Linked DNA regions of Mus musculus: region 1 is linked to region 2. Evidence: chromatin contacts called from public HiChIP or PLAC-seq data. All regions are on one chromosome and are shown on one strand. Each heading gives the region's core, a stretch centred on a gene start, on an enhancer-like site or on the middle of the called end of the contact. The rest is flanking DNA. Distances are from core to core; before and after follow the strand shown.

What was found. HiChIP or PLAC-seq counts read pairs in DNA pulled down with a chosen protein or histone mark.
Region 1: a contact with region 2 is called in an H3K4me3 HiChIP or PLAC-seq map of forebrain, with 4 times the contacts expected there. The contact joins the promoter of Tpp2 here to the enhancer-like site in region 2. A contact is called at or near these places in 6 of 115 datasets of contacts at active chromatin or transcription factors (T-cell acute lymphoblastic leukemia, effector CD8 T cells, extraembryonic endoderm stem cells and 3 more).

The regions. Positions count from the first base shown.
Region 1 is chr1:43,932,382-43,935,355 of GRCm38.p6, forward strand. Tpp2 (tripeptidyl peptidase II) reads left to right here and starts at 1,613. Exons shown (of 29, transcript NM_001310540.1): 1 at 1,613-1,872. The coding sequence starts at 1,708.
Region 2 is chr1:43,141,508-43,144,786 of GRCm38.p6, forward strand. Fhl2 (four and a half LIM domains 2) reads right to left here. Exons shown (of 6, transcript NM_010212.4): 3 at 191-365. Among named protein-coding and RNA genes, the nearest start is that of Fhl2, 21 kb to the right of the region's middle. Within about 2 kb of position 1,979, at least 49 of the 459 cell types and tissues checked have an H3K27ac peak or open chromatin away from gene starts, as enhancers often do. A contact at or near this core is called in forebrain and thymic regulatory T cells, where this site is marked.

The DNA of each region.
Region 1 (2,974 bases), core at 363-2,862, 790 kb after region 2:
TCCGCTGAGGCATCTCTCCAGCCCTAGAATAGCCTGTTATAAATGGAAATATGTCTAATTCTCATCAAACTTCTAGGGAAAAGCTGCCTTTTCTTTCCTCCCTTCCCTCCCATCCCATTTTTTGTTCATTTTAATCTTAAGATTTACTCATTGTTTTCATCAACTTTGTAATTGTAAGTTAACTTAATCCAAAAGAAAAAATTAACATTCTGATCCCAAGAAATTCTTTCAAGTTACAATTTAATATATTTTAATATATTTGCTCATAGAGCAAAGTATGAGGAGTCAATGGAAATGCTGTGGTTTGAAACAAATGGCATACACGGGATTCTAGGAACCTGCCTCTTAAACTGGAGACCATAGAAATGCACAGGGCCCATGATTGAATAGGAAAAAATTATTTTCATCCTCCACATGTTCTTAATTATGAACACAGGCAACCTTTGTTATTAAAGTGTGTAGTTTAGATATATTCAAATGCCATTTACAATTGTTTTCCAATTTAAAAATAACATTAGTTATTAGACTTGACGATGGCTCTGTTATTTAATTTTAAAAAGAGCACACATGTAATTACTTACATATATGAAACTATTGCAATACAACAAAAATTAAGTTGTTATAATTCTTTCAACCGTCTACTTCCTGTATAATCCTATATATTTCATCTTATGCATTTAAAGACATCTCTGTGGTAAGGTGTCTTGAGTTTGTCAATGGGATAATTAAGATTACTCTGGGCGCCTTCTTGCTGCTGGGACTTTTGGAGTAGACACAGCAGTCGCTGCCACTAAAGAGAAGAATTACCACACTTATGGCTGTGGTTCGGTGCTCAGTATTTCAGAGGCCTCCAGGCAGGCTACACACTGAAAAAACGTGCAGAATCTCTCACTGGTACAGAGTAGATTTGTCACAAATAGGAAAATATTAATTCACCCCCACAATATTCTTAATTATGAATGTTGGCAACCTTTGTTACTGGATAATCTGTGTAGTTTAAATTTCAAATGCCATTTACGATTGCTGTCACTGTGCATCCTAATGGGAAAAAAACCCCGCAAACTATGGCTCGGTAACTGTGTTACAAAGAGGAACTTCACTGGAGAAAAGGCAGGTATTTTTCTGAAATTCCGGATGCCAAGGGTAAGTAAGCCACGAAGACAGGAGGGAGCTCATTTCTGTCACGTGTTTTGCTTTGGGGACTCTGGCGACAAAACAGCCGACAACCCACTTCCTGTTGACTAAACAGCACCTCACCCTGCCAGAAAGGCCGGGCCGCTAAATCTGAGACTTCCGCGCTCGACTTTACAGGCTTCCGGTCCGCAGCGGGTTAAGCCAACCTCGGCGGCGTCGCGAGGATCCCACGCCTCAGGCAGACAGCCCGTTCCTCTCGCTGCTTCTCACGGAGAGTGACAGCTCGGAAGGCAAGAACCTCCCTCCAGTGCGTTGTCATCCGCAGCAGCGCACACTCCGTTCCAGCTCTGCAGCCTGGGTAACATTCCCTCGTCGTGACTCGTAGCGGCGCCGTTAGCTTACGTTGAAGCGTATGATTGGCTAGACACCTCTGACCGCACACGATTGGGTACTGGTGGCCAGGCTCCGCCCCTTCCCCACCTCCGTCCCGCGGTAGCCGGGTGTCCTCGCGCCGCTCGTCCGCGCGCTGCCTGGCAGTTTGCCTCTTCCTCGTCTGTCCTCCAGCTTGCGTCCATGGCCACCGCCGCGACCGAGGAGCCCTTTCCTTTCCACGGTCTTCTACCAAAGAAGGAGACCGGGGCCTCCTCCTTCCTGTGCCGCTACCCGGAGTATGACGGGCGCGGGGTGCTCATCGCCGTCCTGGACACAGGGGTCGATCCCGGGGCCCCGGGCATGCAGGTGAGGCGGCGCCCAAGGGCCCGTAGCCCAGAGGGCCGAGCCTGGAACAAGGCGGGGACCGGACGGGCCGGGGCGGCCCGGACAGCTCTGGGAGACCTCCAGGCCCTGTTCCCTGTCCACACAAAAGCGGTGTGGTCAGCGTGGCTGTTCGGGATCGGGGGCCGCGGGGAAGCTTTGCTGGTCAGCCTGGGCGTTCCAGGCCCCACACCTCTTCAGGGTCCGCACCCGACCTCGGCATGGGAAAATTTTACAGTTTTATAGGTCTGGGAGGGCGCGGGAGCGTGGGGGGCACCAACGATAGGGGTAACAGCCTTGAAGAGATCCTTAGTGATGTTTAAGAGATACTCGTTTTGGCAAGGCCAGCAAAGTGAGTTCCCAGAATTCGACCCAGTCCGCTTCCGGAATGGTTTCTTCTGATACTTTTGTTCTATTTTTAAGTTATTTGCTGGTGTTTGTTCAGGGTCCTTGAAATCTTTTGGGTTAGTCTTTTTTTTTTTTTTTTTTTCAAAGGGCCCGACTAATTTGTTTCGGGCGAACTTTTCAGGCCTTATAAAATGTGCATTTTAAACGAGAGAACATACTTTGATTACGACTTCCTAAAAATGACTTCATTTCCTTTATTCAAGTTAGAAGTCTTTAAGAGCAGGGACCTTACTGATGTTAAAAAAAAATGCCTGAATAAAATGTATTCTGTGTTTAAATAGCCTCTTACTAAAACCCCCTCATAAGTACTCTCTAACCTTTGTTGAAGAGCTTATCTGACTAAAACTAGAGTTTATTTACCCTCTTTTCGGTCCGTGGTCAGTTTATCAAATAGATAGATTAGATCACATTGATACCATCTTATCCTTGTTCCTCACAAAAGAGGGATACTAATTCCTCTCCTCCTAGCCCTTGATTTGTTTCCTCCAATCTTTAGTTTTCTCATTGTGCTGCCTAATAATTGACATAAATGGATGGGAAGGTAATTGACGTACATGTTAGAGGTTATTGGAAAGGATAGGAAAGAAGCCTGTGTGGACACTCTGGGACTCTCAGGGAATCCTGCTTCCAAGTGTTTGTTACTTCTTCCCCTTTCTGGTGCACACCTGAGCCCTGAAGC
Region 2 (3,279 bases), core at 729-3,228:
CAAAGGCGTGCGACATCCTCTCCCAGTCACACCCCTGCATCTGAGATCGATTAACATATCCTGTGTTCAGGGCCCAGCACTGAAGTATCAACACCAGTGTCTGTCTCTGGACAACTGAGAGTCCCACCCCACAGTCCATCGCTGACCTGGCTCAGTGCCACATGCGAATGATAAAGGCATGCGTTCTGACCTGGCATGATGGTTTTCTTGCATTCCTGGCACTTGGACGAGTATTCATTGGAATAGCAGTCGGTGCACAGCAGCTGTTCCTCCTTGGCAGCAAAGGGCTTGTCCACCAGCGAGCTTCCACACCGGGAGCAATGGAAGCAGCCTTCATGCCAGTGCCGATCCTTGTAGGACAAGTCCTAGAGAGGCAGACACACAAATCGTCAGAGGCGGGACAGGAGAGGTGACACTACTGTCTGACTCAGAGCACAGGGGCCTTGGTGCACTACATTGCTGGAGTGGGTGGGTAAGAGAGGGAGGGGGAGGGCGAGGAAGGACGGCAGATTTGCCTGTGGACAAGCCTGTGCTGTATTTTCTTGATTGGTGATTGATATGGGAGAGACCAACTTACTATGGGCTGGTGGTCCTGTGTGCTATTTAAAAAGCAGGCTAAGCAAGCCACGCGGAAGTGACAAGCCAGCAATCAGCTCTTCTCCTCTGCCTCTGTATCTGTTACTGCCTCCCTGTTCCTGCTCTGACCTCCTTTAGTGATGGAGTGTGGGCTGAGAGTTGTAAGCTGAAACAAGCCTCTCCTTTGGATGTCTCTTTTGGTCTTGCTGTTTTCTCACAGCATGAGAAACCCTAACTTAGACACTGAACTAGGAGGCCTTGTTTCTGAGAGGTTCACGTTCCTCTGAACCCAGTTCTCTCCATGTCAGTGGGTTGGTCCTTTGAAGAGATGGATCAGAGACATGGCTGACACACATGCTGGACTCCCGTAAGTCTAAGTATGATGAGAGTAGGCAGTGAGAGAGCAGAAACCTAAACCTGTCTTTTGAAGGTTAAATACTGAAAGTAATTTTAGAAGAAAAAAAAATTTGGTGGGGAGATCATATGTACTTCGTTGTATATTTTGATAAGTGAAATGCAATATAATCTGCTTTAATTTGAGACCACCTGTCGGTGTGTTAAGTCACTACAAACTGCTAAGCTCATGCAATGTGTACATTATCATTATATGATATGTCATATACATATATTGGTATCATTTGGGATTAGGTATAACCTGGACTCTTTCCATACATATTCCCCATTTTTAAACTTAAACCCCTTATGGGGCCCAAGTAGCAGACAAAATAAAACAAACAGAAAATAAACGGCAGATATTTGCACGGTGAATGATGGTAATTAGGACCATGTTGTAAGCTCACGATACTGCATAGCCCTGAAATATAGTTAGTACTGAAGCTCAGAGACACTTCTAAGCTTCTCCACAGTCACACAGCTGGCATGTACCCAAGTCAGGCTGTGGTATGGTTTCCACTCACTGAACCATACCAGATGGGCGTTGAAAAGGGCCAGCTTTTTCAGAAGTTAGCTGGCCTTCCGCTGTAATACGTCATCCCACTAATGAGGGTTTTCGGTGGAAAGGCTACAGATTGCTTTCCACGGCCACCCACCATTGGACAGAAGTGAAAGAGAGAAGTCAGAAGCCTTTCTTGTAAGGTGGCCTACTGTCACCTGGCAGCAACTCTGCTCAGGGAGTGGGCACTGCACACACCAAGGGGTCACTTTTAGCTAGCAAGGAGAAAAGCTGCACAATTTTGTTACTTTTCGCTGTGACAGAACACCACAATCAAGATAACATAAAGTATTTAATTGGGCTTAAAGTTTTGGGGGATTAGAAGCCATGATGGTAGAGCAAATGCATGGCGATGAGAAGAGCTCAGCTCTCACATCTCAGAACTGTAGGCTGGAGGCAGAGAGTGTGCCACCAGATGTCACCAGTCCCACACAGACTATCGAGAAGGACAGAGTCCTTTGCATTGGTGTTATGAGACATTTGCAGAGAAACCAGCTGAATGCTCTAATTGGTCTAAGGTTTTACGGAAACTCAGAACATTTCTACAACAAAAACACAGCTGTGGTTAAAGACTGCCTAGCTGACAGTCATTTGACACTTGAAAGTTTGACCTTAAATATGAACACTGTCATGTCCTCTAGATGGACATGGCCCATCCCACTCAGAGAGCCAAGTCAGGCATGCAGAGATCACAGAAAGTCTATGAAGAGTCAGACAGAGCCATCCCTGCTGTCCTCTCGTGAACGTGGCTCTCAGTGCACGTTTCCTGAGGCCTTCCGAACTCACCTGTCTCTCTTGTGCATGCACACACTCAACATAGATAACATAGTACATATTGATCATTCTTAAACCTTTCTGACAGAAATTGAGAACACTAGGCTGATTCTATGACAGGCTTCAAACTAGCAGTAAAGGAGACTAGTCATACATATTTGTTTCCAAGAAATGGGCAAGTCCAGGCAAGTCCAGGCCTCAGAAGCTGCCCCAACACCTAGTCTAAGGCAAGGACGATGGGTTAACAACAGTTTCCAGACTTCCTCAGCAATGTCCTCAGCAAGAGTTTCCAGCCCCCATGCCCTGGTAATGCAATGTCCCTAGAGATGGAGTAAGATAAGGGTCACCTTCCCCAGAATGCCCTAATCGGGTCTTTGAACACACTTGTTTGTTTCCCTATCTTGGTAATGAGAGACCCCAGCATGCTGGACTTCTGCAGAATAAAGCATTCTTTGCATTTACATACTATTTGAGTCTGGGGTATCATACTTCAGCAAATCATGGACCCTCACAAAATGTTTTCTCTGTAGGTAAATGTCAGCCTCTGATTATATGCCTGAAGTCAGTGGTAGACCAAAAAGGAAAATACCACTAAACAGCGTTGTACCACCATTGCTGGCAGGTCCTGGAGGTGGGGTGTAAAGGGTGGGGTGGGGGGAATCCCTGTTTCAGGGGATTCCCCTGTTCCAGCTAGAGTTGGTGATGGACTTTCTGGCTCAACATCGGAGTATGTGTGATGTGCAGGCAGTAGGAAGGTCTCCTGTGTGTCATATGCCTTACATGACTAATGCTATTGGGGGCTGGGTACCCCTGAGGTCACAGAAGCAGGAGACTCAACAATTAAGCTCAGGGGCCCAAGAGCCAGACCAATTATACCCTTGATCCTCCACCTACCAGCTGCATAGCTAGGGCAAGAAGCAAGCCCCTCAACCCCAGGCTTCTCACTGAGAATACAGAGGGCAGGTGCCCGCTCTCGG